Regions from separate parts of the Rattus norvegicus genome. Here region 2 is linked to region 1. The links are chromatin contacts, called in public Hi-C maps. All regions are on one chromosome and are shown on one strand. The core of a region is the stretch at or near the end of the contact, and the rest is flanking DNA. Distances in the headings are between cores, read along the strand shown. Region 1 holds the start of Hnrnpa2b1 (heterogeneous nuclear ribonucleoprotein A2/B1). Region 2 holds the start of Hoxa9 (homeobox A9).

The links. A called contact is a pair of places that touch in the nucleus more often than the background predicts.
Region 2: a Hi-C map of kidney shows a contact between it and region 1, with 6 times the contacts expected there. The contact joins the promoter of Hoxa9 here to the promoter of Hnrnpa2b1 in region 1. A contact is called at or near these places in 2 of 12 Hi-C or Micro-C datasets (Schwann cells and kidney).

The regions. Positions count from the first base shown.
Region 1 is chr4:81,873,124-81,879,400 of GRCr8, reverse strand. It overlaps Hnrnpa2b1 (heterogeneous nuclear ribonucleoprotein A2/B1), which reads left to right and starts at 3,515. Exons shown (of 12, transcript NM_001104613.2): 1 at 3,515-3,725; 2 at 5,936-5,971; 3 at 6,069-6,179. The coding sequence starts at 3,720. It overlaps Cbx3 (chromobox 3), which reads right to left and starts at 2,722. Exons shown (of 6, transcript NM_001008313.2): 1 at 2,683-2,722; 2 at 1,491-1,543. The coding sequence starts at 1,514.
Region 2 is chr4:82,654,524-82,660,800 of GRCr8, reverse strand. Hoxa9 (homeobox A9) reads left to right here and starts at 3,753. Exons shown (of 2, transcript NM_001401868.1): 1 at 3,753-4,405; 2 at 5,557-6,277. The coding sequence starts at 3,829. The coding sequence ends at 5,795.

The sequences.
Region 1 (6,277 bases), core at 2,266-4,765:
CAACAACAGCGTCTCAAAACCAGGATACTAAATCCACCGGTATACAGGAGCATACCTATACTAGCAACATCCTAGAATTTACCAGACGATTCGTGCTTTTATCACTTAAGGCTTTAAACTGTATTAGATCACCTAAGAGTGACCAGATGGGCTTCCAATTACAGATTCCAGTCATTCTGCAGACCAGTTCAAGTCATGCACTATATAATGAGGTAAAAATACCCTCTTGCCCATTTGGTCAGAAACAAGGATCAAAAACCATGTTTTGTTTTACTTAAATGTTAATGTACACCTCCATATGCCTGTGATCAATGTGTCATAATTAATGTAGAAACCATAACTGTAAATTTCATTCTTTTGATATATTTTTCTAGACCGGGTCTTGCCTTGCAGCCCTGATTACCTAGTATTTTAGAATCCAGGCTAGCCTCAAGCTCAAGGCCATTTGCTTGCCTTAGCTTCTCACAGGCCAGATCACAAACACACACCTTCTGTGCCCCCACCCCCACCCGTTTTTCTAGATAGGGCTTCTCTGTGTAGCCCTGGGTCTCCTGGAACTGGCTGTGTAGATCTATCTACCTGCCTGTCTCTGGAGTACTGGGATTAAAGGTATGTGCTACCACCGCCTGGCTGACCCAGTTTTATTTATTTTAAATATAACAACAAAAATAAATTTGCCTAACTTGCTACAAATCCCAAGAAAACAAACACTGGATTTAGCAATAGTCAGGAAATTACTTAAAAGAAACAGAATTGATCTAAAATAGCCTTCCATTCCTAGACACAGTTTGTCATTCTTGCTCATGGCAACATGAGCTCTATCTAATTCCCTCTATGTGCACTAATGAACACTCAGTATCTCCAGAACAGTATAGATTTAAGGGTAATCATGCCAACCAACGAGACTTTTATAGAGCTTCCCATGTGACTTTTTTCATGATTAAGCTCATTGACAGTATTATGGAGTAGTGGGCAGCACTTGTGTCGAAATCAAGGCACGTCCTTGTAGAATCTTTTTTTCCCCCACTTTTCCTTGGGCTTTGGAGATTGAACCGTTTTATAACTCACACGCATTATTACCTCAAAAACAAAAACATCCAGCAAAAGCTGTACAACACTGTTTTAAAAGGTGCATCGTGGCCGTTCTTAAGGGAAGCCTTATTTTATCCTAACAAACTCAGTTTTGAGTGCTGATAAGTACCTGGACTCAATAGGCTGCCTTTTAAATCACAGCAATTCACCCAGTTATGACGGGATTAAGGAATGCACAACCAAGTCCTGCACGGGTTATAATTCCCCCAACCACACCCCCAGACAGGGTTTTTCTGTGTAGCTCTGACTGTTCTGGAACTCACACTGCAGACCAGCAGACCAGGCTGGCCTCAAATTCAAAGAGATCCACCACCACATGTTTTCTTAGCTTTTAATTTTTATACAAAAAAAACCCCCTTCAGTTAAGAGTATTATGTTTTAGGTTTTCACAAACTTACCAATGTAGTTTTATTGGAGGCCATTTTTAAAATTTAATCGGAGACTTGAAGAGCTATTGCAAGAAAAAAAAATGTAGGACGGTTAAATTTTCATGACACACAAAAGGCAACTACAAGTTTTGTGTGGCTTTCAACTTGTGAATCTCGGGTAAAAATGCAAGGAAACAGTTCTGAGTTCCTGTGTTATCAGTATGTAACTAATAACTTCAGTATGTCAGTGCTTTAGAGGTTAGTAAAAATAATCTTACTAGGAACACTGGTACCTCAGACTTTAGTTGGTGAGAATTACTTTTTCAGTTCAAATAGAATTTTTACAATTTCAATTTTTATTTTGAATGAAAGGCAATCTTCTGTTTCCAAAACAGTTACTATTATTATTTACCTTTTGTCGGTTAATAACCATACAACTTTTTTTTCTTTAGATTTCTAAATACTCCAAGGAGCTCATATAATTCCATCCTTATTTTTTCAGAAGCCCTCCCTCTTCAATCACGATGTAAAAGGAACACATTAAGATGTCTCAGTCCTATTTCCTAGCCTTTTTCTTTCTCCGGGTGTGTGTGTGGGGGGGCGGCGACGGTAATCACTATCTCTAGTCCAGATTGGCAATCCTCCTGCCTCAAGTACTGTTCTGATAAGAACCGAAGAAATCGACCTCCTTCACGCCCGTTCTCCTTCGAGGAGGGCCCCTTCCGAGCTCCATTCCCGCGTCGAGAGACCAAGCTGGGTAGCCCGTCCCCCATTCGAGAGAGCGGGCCTCGTGGTCAGCGCCTCCGCGGGGAGAAACAAAGGCGGCGGCGGCGGGGGCTCAAGGGCACTGCGCCACGGGCCCGCGCCTCCCCCATCCGGCGGCGGCGGCCACGTAGCCGGGAGCGCGCCGAAGCCCGGGGCCTCAGGCCTCGCAGCTGCAGAGCCTGCACTGCTCTCCCTGTGGGCCCGCGGCGAGGCTGGGGGAGGGGAGGGCCGCGCTTTGTCTGGAGTCAAGGCAGCTGTCATCCGGCTCCCACCCTCGTGCACGATTGTACCATCTCCCCATTCACCAGAGCGGCGCCTCAGCAAGGCCCGAGCCAGCCTCCCCCCTGCCCGCGGCCCACGGCGGAGCTTGGGGCCCGCAGGCTCCCCGCAAGCTCGGGCGCACAGAGCATCCTAACCCCCACCACGCGCAAGATAGAAAGCAAGCCTCGGACTTCACCGCTCAGATGCTCAGGGCCGCGGATCCTGCAGAGTCTCCCGCCTGCGCGCTTCAGCTCAGCCACATCCGAGGGGAGGGGGCGCGGGCAGCTCCGCTGGGGGGGAGGGGGAGGCACCGCCCACGCCCTGGCCGCGCGGGGCCCGCCGGGAACGCGTCCTGCGGGGGGCGGCGCGCGCGCCGCTCACCGTTCGCTGCGTGGCGCCCGGGGGTCTCCCGAGGGTGGGGGAAGGCAGGCAGGACGGCGGAGGCTTCTCAGTCTCAAAGCGCGCCAAAGCAGGGCTCCGCCCACCTCACCCGGAGCTCGAGGGCCGGGGAGCTCAACAGCCGGGTTCTTTAAGCACCACCTCTTACTGGGCGCGGGCTCCCAAGGCTTTTGGCATTGGGGATTGTACTTGGACTACAAGTCCTTCTGGGAGGGACCGAGTGAGGAGCCCCCTTGGGACAGGTAGAACTATTTGTGTGGCTCGAAAACCCGGAGACAGGATTGGCAAAGGCGTAGCTGCAGAGGGGGCGCTTTGGTGGAGAGGGCCGCACGCCAGAGCTCCAGCCTAAGCCCCTCCCGACGGCGTTAATTTCAAACTGCGCGACCGTTTCTCGGCTCCCTACGCGGAGGTGGGGGCCGGACCTAGTTCCGGACGTAGTAACACGCTGAGCACGAGCCTTCCGCAATTCACTGAAGCCAGTTGCGCAAGTCATGTAAACCAGTCCCGCTATACCTAAAGGGGGAGGAGCACGTACTTGGCGTAAGGAGAGTGTAGGCCCTTCCCGCCATTGGCGGCGGTTAGGACGTTTGCGTAACGGCCTGACGTAAGCGGAGACGCGTTAGTGGGGGAAGGTTCTAGAAAAGCGGCGGTCTCGGCTCCAGCGGCAGTAGCAGCGGCGCCGGTCCCGTGTGCAGGTGCTCCGTGCGGCGCAGTTTCTTGGCCATCGGCTGCTCTCACCACAGCGTCAGGACGAGTCCCGTGCGTGTCCGTCCGCGGAGGTCTTTCTCTTCTCGCTCGGCTGCGGGAAATCGAGCTGAAGCGACTGAGTCCGCGATGGAGGTAACGGGTTTGAAATCAATGAGTTATTAGAAAGGGCATGGTGAGGCCGGAGGCACCGCAATGGAAACCGGACACCCGCCTCCGTGGTCCGGCAGAGGGAATACGGCCACTCGAGTGGCCGTTGGCCTTGGCGAGTTTCTGAGGCGTCGTTGTCGGAGGCCCGATTGTCCGAGCGCCTTCCCCGCCCTCAGCCGCCGGGCGCCATTTCCCTTTGCTGGGGTGGGGGATGGGACGTGGCCGCCGCGACGCGGCTGGACCGCTAAAGGAGCGCAGGAGAGGGCCATCGCTTTCTCTTCTCGATGTGCGCGGCCTAAGGATCCGGTTATGTTCGTGGCGGAACGTTTCGGGGGCCCCCTGGTCCCCGGAGTGATTCTGCGAAGCTTCCCCTCCCCCCTCCCGGGAACCGGATTTGGCGTCCGCCATTTTCCCATCTCCTTCCTCGCTGCGATTTTGCTTTCAACACTTTGGGTTACTAGTTTGCTTTTCTCTTTTTCGTCTGCGTAGACATGCCTAGGGATTTTTCCATCGTTTTGTGATGATTTCATAGCGTTTCGAGGTGGATTTAAGTGTTTTGGGCTTGGATCTTAAAGAGTCCTGCGCACATCGCTAAAGGCTGCCTTCCCCTCGATGAAATGGCGCCATTGCGTTCTGAAGCCACATAGAAGAGCGGGGTGGGGGTGGCGGCGGCGCTGGAACAGGCCAAAGATAACGTAGTACAACCAAACCCTGGGCGGGTAGTTAGTTGAAGGCTGCCTTGCTGCAAAGGAACGTTTTATTTTTTTCCTAGTTAGTGTAAGATTGCGAGTGGCGGGGTGAGCCGCTTGAACAGTAGTAGGAAAATCAAAGTGGAAAATCGGAGCGCTCATCTTAGACCCTAGGGAGTTTACGCTATCTTGAGCGGAGGGTGATTTTTATTTTATTGCAGGATACTTTTATCACCCGAAAGGATCCTCCTGTATGGAATTATTCGTATTATGAGCATTTTTTTTAAGGAAATCTTAGTGTTTGTTGGTAAAATAAACGGATCCTTAACACGTGGCCACAATTAGGAAGTGAAATAACTGACTTTTCGTAGCCTTCACTCAGCATGGCTCAGCGAACAATAATCCATGTGCTAGCTCTATAAAGCTTACTTCGAGATCACAATATATTTGAACTTGGTCATTCGATTTTTTTATTTTTGTTTGTAATCATGATGGATCGTTACATTGATAAGCTTTTAAGTTTGAGTTGTAAGGGGTCTACTTGGTTATTTTCTTTGACGCCAAGCACATTTAAAAAAATAACCTTGTTTATAATCGATAGTGGACGTCTGGTAAGTTTGGAAAAATCTACGAGGTAAGTAATGAGCTTTTGCTTTTTGTTAGTGATATGAAAACTGCGTGTATTTAATACTCGTGATTTAGATTAAGGAAAACGTATTTACTGACATTTTTGTAGAATTGTCTCAAAACTCCATTTGGAAACCGATTGAAATGTAGTTATTTGACTATTTAAAAAAACAATTTTGTTCATTTCTATTAAAATTTAGAACACAAAAATGTAGTAAACATTGGCTTTTTAAGCATATTTTAGAGAAATTAATAGATTTGGGCTGAACAATACGGAATTTTTTGTGATTTTTTTTTTTTTTGCTTTTTCATTTTTTTGTGCAATCATAATAGGTTCTGGAGAGTATGTCCTAGTTTGTTAACATCTTGGTTTTTGATGATAACAAGACAAAAATCACAGATTTAAGGTGATACATCTGGAGTCTCAGAGTTCTTCATGGAGCTTGTTTCAGAGTTGCAGGATTTTTTCTCTTGAGGTAGTCAAAATTTACACCAGAGGGGGCAGTATAAGGAAAAGCAAATATGCCACTTTGCCGAAACTCAGTCTTGGAAGTGTTTGGAAGTGGTGGTTTTAGAAACATTAGTGAGGGCCTTTTTTTTTTTTTTATTTAAAAATAATTTACTCTGTGCTTGGGTTGTAGGATTTAATGAATTTCAAAAGAATTCTTTAATACCCTTTAAATGACTTCAGAGTTGGGCATGGTTTTTCTGAAAAAAAATTTTTTTTTGTGAAGAAAAATTTATGTGAATTAAAAGTTAGACCAAGTGTTAGTGACTTTGAAACTTGTATAGCTCAGCTCAGACAATTTTTGGTGTAACACAACTAATGCAGTTTAACATATGGTTTAAATTTGATGTAAGTTTTTTTTTTCCCCCCAGAAAACTTTAGAAACTGTTCCTTTGGAGAGGAAAAAGGTACTCTGCCAGCAGGTCACCTCATATTTAAGAATTTAATTTCCTGCATACAAAGAGAAAATGTAAATAAAAATTGAAATGGTGTTTTCCTTTGCAGAGAGAAAAGGAACAGTTCCGTAAGCTCTTTATTGGTGGCTTAAGCTTTGAAACCACAGAAGAAAGTTTGAGAAACTACTACGAGCAATGGGGAAAGCTCACAGACTGTGTGGTACGTTAACTCTGAAAGTCTGGTTTGATTTGTTTTTTGTTTTTTTTTTTTTTTGAGTGAATAGTATATGGAATAAAATCAGTGTTAAAACATTCTAC
Region 2 (6,277 bases), core at 2,504-5,003, 780 kb before region 1:
CCTGTGCCTATGTGGGGGCTCTGTCATGCTCCTGCAAGGCTAGGCTGGAACACATGCTCGCCTCTGTAATTCCGCTATGAGCAAAAGCCCTTCGCCAGTAGAGACCCAGCCTGAGATAGGAGAGTCAGGACAGTCCGAGGTTGCTATCCTGGCCTTGTCGCTTACCCTTCTCTCTGCAAGGGCGCCCTCTGCTCTCAGATGCCGTTGTATCTTTTACATATGTTCTATCCTCTTTCCTTTCTTCTTTCTTCTTTCTTTATGTTTTCCTTTCCGTTGTTCCTTCCCTTGTTTTTTTCTTTTTCTTGCATCTTTCATCTTTCTGTCCACATCTCTATCTCTCCGTTTCCTTTCCATATCGTTCTTCTGGAGGGTAAAGGGTTGACTTAGAGAAAGCTTGGAGCTTTCTTTCTTTCTTTCTTTCTTTCTTTCTTTCTTTTTCTTTTTTGTCTCGGTGCAGTTTTGAATGTTCTAAGGAGTCCATAAGGGATGCTGTTCAGGTCCGTGTTTTTTGGCCTGGTGGGCCTCTGTGCAGACAAGGCCTCGGTTACGATCACGACCGGATGGCGGCGGCCTTGCCTTAGCGGCTGCCTGAGATATCCGGTGAGGGGGCACCCGCGGCGTCTTTGTGTGCCCACACCGTGGGCAGGAAACCCTTTGCCAGCTCCATTGGTTCAGAAGCTGGAATCGGGCTGAATTCCTGCCTAAGTTCTGTGGAGCTGACCACTGGGAAAGCTCTAGCAGGAAGCTTTGACCAGCTCCGCCAGTTTTACAGGCCCTAATTCGGCCTTTGACCGTGATGAAAGAGCCTCACCGGGGCCAAGGCTTGATTACTTGCTGGCTTGCTACTAGCAGGATCAGACTGAGAAAATGTTAGACATGTCCGGCCTTGTGCAGCTGAGTGTTTGAGAAAGGAGACCTTCCCAGCTCCAATATATTTTAAGTGAGTGAAAACAACCTCCAATTCAAGAATAGGGAGGGCACAAACTGGGGTACTGGACTAAATTCTAATCTAAGAAAACCAGCCTAACCACTCTTAATACAGAAGACTGAAAACAAACCACTCTTTCCCACCAACGACATAGGCACTACCGAGACCGCAGAACTCTGTTTCCCTTCCCGGCTCATGCTGATGCATGGGAATTGTTTTCATTACTCAGTCAACAACCTGTTATCTGAATGACCAGTCCACCCGGTTCCCCCCAATTCTTCTCTGCTGGTTTCTGGATCCAGGTATTGGATTTATTTCAAAGCCCACAGTTTTAGGAGGATTCTCGGTTGAGAATGAGGTGGTGTGTGATTCATCCATTTATTATTTCTAGATGTGTATACAACTCCTTTCTCATCCAAAAGAAAGCAGAAATAAAAACATGTACGCTTTAGGATCAAGTTTCTAGACTTACAAGGACAGTATCTGCTTTTAGGATTTTTTTTCCCCTTCTGGCCACACATAAACAGCTGCTTAATACTCGATGCGTGCTCCTTTGTGATTTTTCTAGTTGGAGACTACAGGGTTTTTTAAAATGTATTTTAATTAATAATAATAAGGATATGATGAAGAAGATGATGACGATGATGATGATGGTGGTGGTGGTGGTGGTGACACATCTTCTCTGAATGCAAAAAGTGAAAAAGCCAGCCAGGAGTACTCTACTATTTACAACTAAGAGCAGAGTTATGCTCCAGGATTAGTGCTTTAATGAAAACCTGAACCTCAGAGGACTGCCGGATATTTAGAACACCTTGGGCTGTGTTGGGGTGTGTGTGACTTGGAGGAATTTGTAGGGAAAGGAAAATATTAGGGGGAGGGGACTGAGGCAGTCAGGACAGGCCACATCCAGTTGCTGGTGTTGGCCACTTTCTTCTCCTTCCTGCCTACGAGCAAAGGAGGGAGTCTGTATTCCCAGAGAGCTTCACAGCCCCTCTTTGGTGTAGAGCCTAATATTTTGGGGGGATCTTTGTCTCCTGAGACAGGAATCCGCCAGTGTTGGAAAGTGTTTACTTGAACTATTTCTGAGAAAGAAAGTAAAAACAAAGGTGGAAATGTCTCCAGCCAGCAGTTTTGTGGATAGCGAAGTGAAGTAATGAGAAACATACTCTTGGAGGGCACAGAATCCACACGTGAATTTAATTACACAGCTCCTAGGAGTTTGATGCTTTGTGTTCCAGATTGGGATGGGGCCACCATCCCTCCCATTAGCAACAGTGACTGTGGCCTTTTCACTTTTTTCCTCATCCCCCAAAATTCTAAGGGTGAAAAACAACATCCTCCATTTGTCCAAAGGATGAGATTAAAGTCAATGTCCAGTGCTCCTCCTGGGTTCCTCTGTAGCACTGGACTTGAGCTGCAGTCCTCTAGTGTTGGCTCTTGGATCTCTGTTGTTCTGTTTCATGGATAACCAAGGCAGGGTTGCTGGAGATAGAGAGGGGAAAAGAAAAAGAAAAGGGAGAGGGAAGGACGGAAAGAAGGGAAAAGGGAATGGAAGGGAAGCAAAAGGAAGGAAGGGAGAGAAGTGGGGTGGGAGAGGAATGAGAAGAAAGAACAGAGGAGGGAAGGATCCCAGGGAGGTTCATACAGGGCCCAGAGATGGCCATTTTAAGTGCCCGTGCTCCTCTTTTAGGAGAGGCGAGCCCTCAGCAAGACGAACTCCTCTGGTACTGATAGTGACTAGGCATATGGATGATGGAGCTTAGAACCGGCTGGATAGGGAAGAAAATTCGTGGAGCATTTTGTGCTCAAAGATGTGGGCCGTGGCGCTTGTGACACAGCAGGGCGTTTGTGACACAAACCTTAGAGGGTAGCTGGCAGTCCTCTCCTTGGCAGTTCCTCTGTGGAGCCTTCCCTTGTGGAGCAAGGGTGATCTGGGTGCTGTGCAAGCGCCTGGCTGGCTTTCCAATCTAACTAGGGTCAGTAGCGCATTTTAGGTTGGTGGTATCATCGATGGTGCATCGCGACAAGGGCGGTGGTCACACTGTTTGAGGTGGAGAGAGCCTTGTATTTGACTTTTCGAGGCCGGCCTGGGGCCGGGGCCTGGAGGGGGTGCGGGAGGGGGCTCACATCTCTGAGGACTGCAAGAATTATTTACAGGGCGCTCACCAACCAAACACAACAGTCTAATTTAACCTTTCCAAGTCCCCATAAATTTTTACAGGGAGCCGCAGCGAGGCAAACGAATCTGTTGGTCGTTCCTGACTTTCCACCAGCCTGTGTGGCTTCCGAAACAATAACTCCTTATGAAATATCATAAATATAGATTTAAATACAGTGGAGTGAGAATGCGATTTGGCTGCTTTTTTATGGCTTCAATTATTGTCTAATTTTATGTGAGGGGCTCTGCTGGCCGTGCTCGCACGCGGGACCCGCGCCTTCCTGATGGCGTGATTAATTGTGATATAAAATAGTCCGCTTAAGAAGTGTGTGTGTCTGGTATGTGTGTGTGTGTGTGTGTTTGTGTGTGTGTGTGTGTGTAGAGGGGGTGGCAAGGAAGAGTACCGAGGCAAGGCCAGATTTGATCTTTTAATCTTCGTTGGCCACAATTAAAACAAACCAGATCGTGGAGCTGCGCGATCCCTTTGCATAAAAACATATGGCTTTTGCTATAAAAATTATGACTGCAAAACACCGGGCCATTAATAGCGTGCGGAGTGATTTACGCGTTATTGTTCTGCTGGGCGGACACGTGACGCGCGTGGCCAATGGGGGCGCGGGCGCCGGCAACTTATTAGGTGACTGTACTTCACCCCCCCTGGTGCCACCAAGTTGTTACATGAAATCTGCAGTTTCATAATTTCGGCGGGTCGGGCTGGGCCGGCCAGGCGCGGGCTACTGCGATGGCTACCACCGGGGCCCTGGGCAACTACTATGTGGACTCCTTCCTGCTAGGCGCTGACGCTGCGGACGAGCTGGGTGCGGGACGCTACGCTCCAGGGGCCCTGGGCCAACCCCAAAGGCAGGCGGCAGCGCTGGCCGAACACCCCGACTTCAGCCCTTGCAGCTTCCAGTCCAAGGCGGCGGTGTTCGGTGCCTCGTGGAACCCAGTGCACGCGGCAGGCGCCAATGCGGTGCCTGCTGCGGTGTATCACCACCACCACCACCCCTACGTGCACCCCCAGGCGCCCGTGGCGGCGGCGGCGCCGGACGGCAGGTACATGCGCTCCTGGCTGGAGCCCACGCCGGGTGCGCTCTCCTTCGCGGGCTTACCCTCCAGCCGGCCTTATGGCATTAAACCTGAACCGCTGTCGGCCAGAAGGGGTGACTGTCCCACGCTTGACACTCACACTTTGTCCCTGACTGACTATGCTTGTGGTTCTCCTCCAGTTGATAGAGAAAAACAACCCAGCGAAGGCGCCTTCTCCGAAAACAATGCCGAGAATGAGAGCGGTGGAGACAAGCCCCCCATCGATCCCAGTAAGTGTCTCCTTCCTGCAAATCGGCCGCTGCCTCCACGCAGGCCACCAGGATCTACCAGCGCATCAGCTTTCTCTCGAGCCTGCCTTCGTTCTCGATGGGTGCCTCTGAATCTAGGGCCCGAGAACCAGAAGTTGGTGTTTGGAACACCTCTGATAGGGGCCCCAAGTCCAGAGAACCGTGTGGATCAGGCCGGGCCAGCTAGGGGAAAGGGAGGAGGATACTGCAGTACGAGGGGGCGGGGCGGGCGAGCGAGTGGAGCCGAGACCCGCCGCCCCTCTCCTAAGCTGCCCAGGCCTAGGACAGACAGACTTTGGGCGGTTCTTCGAAAGCAGCGCAGAGAAGTCTTTTGTGCGGCTAGATTGTGCACGAACTGTGGCAGCGACGTCAGCCGGGCAATCTGACCCGGGACGCTTGGGGAGACCTCCGATTCCCTCCATTTCTTGCTTTCGGCCGGTGGCGGCGGAAATCCTGCCCAAGATGAGGCTACGGGCTTTGGAACCACGAGGGTCCCTTTGCCAGATTTATTCAAATAAAGTGGAGCCCTGATCAAAGGCCCTGGGGCATCCTGCCTCCCGCGTAGTTCCCACGGCCTTCCGGGAAGGTCAAATAAAGAGTGGGGGCAGTTGCGAGGAAGCTGGGGAAAGGGGGGGAGGGGAGAGAGAGAGAGAGAGAGAGAGAGAGAGAGAGAGAGAGAGAGAGAGAGAGAGATTAATCTTGCCACAAGAACTCAGGATAGCTTGCTCTTTACTGGCAAAAGAAAGAAAGAAAGAAAGAAAGAAAGAAAGAAAGAAAGAAAGAAAGAAAGAAAGAAAGAAAGAAAGAAAGGAAGGAAGGAAGGAAGGAAGAAAAAGAAAAAGAAAAAGAAAGAAAAAATGGTTTCCAAATTTCACCCTTTCACAATATGCAGACTGTGGAAAGAAGAAGAGGAGGAGACAGGAGAGGCGAAAGGAGGGTGGGGATGGTAGGGGGAACTGAGACTTTCCCGGCGCTGTTGTGACCCTCCGTGGGTCTGTCTGCTAGGGCTTCATTGTGTTTTCTCTAACCAATTCAGCCGCATCCTGCACTTCGACCAGAGACCCCCAAGAGGCTCCTTCAGACCCACCCGGGACCCTTCTCCTTCTAAACCCCGTGTCTCTCTCCCTCCACAGATAACCCGGCCGCCAACTGGCTACATGCTCGCTCCACTCGGAAGAAGCGGTGTCCCTACACAAAACACCAGACGCTGGAACTGGAGAAAGAATTTCTGTTCAACATGTACCTCACACGGGACCGCAGGTACGAAGTGGCCCGGCTACTCAACCTCACCGAAAGGCAGGTCAAGATCTGGTTCCAGAACCGCAGGATGAAAATGAAGAAGATCAACAAGGACCGAGCAAAAGACGAGTGAGCCTTTGGGGGGCTCGTTTAAAAAAAAAGAGAGCAAGCTAGAAAGAAAAAGAAAGGACTGTCTGTCTCCCTTTCTCTCCCCTCTCCCAAACCCAGCCTCCACCACCCGCACAAAGGGGCTCTAAATCCCAGGCCTCATGTCTCCCTGGCAGTCCCTGCTCAGGCTGGGTCCTAGGCCTTCGGCTTTAATGGAGGAGGTATTGTAAGCTTTCCGTTTTCTAGAAGGCACACACACAAGGGAGGGCATTAGCGCTGTTGTCTGTATGTGCTAGCTTGTATATATATATATTTAAAAAAAATCTACCTGCTTCCGACTTTAAGCAAAAGGAAAGAAAACTACCTTTTTATATAATGCACAACTGTTGATGACTGGCTGTATAGTTTTTAGTCTCTGTAGCTAATTTAATTTGCTCTTCGTGTGGCAGAGCATTCTGCCAAAATACTTGAACACTGTGTTTTATTGTGGTAATTATGTTTTGTGAC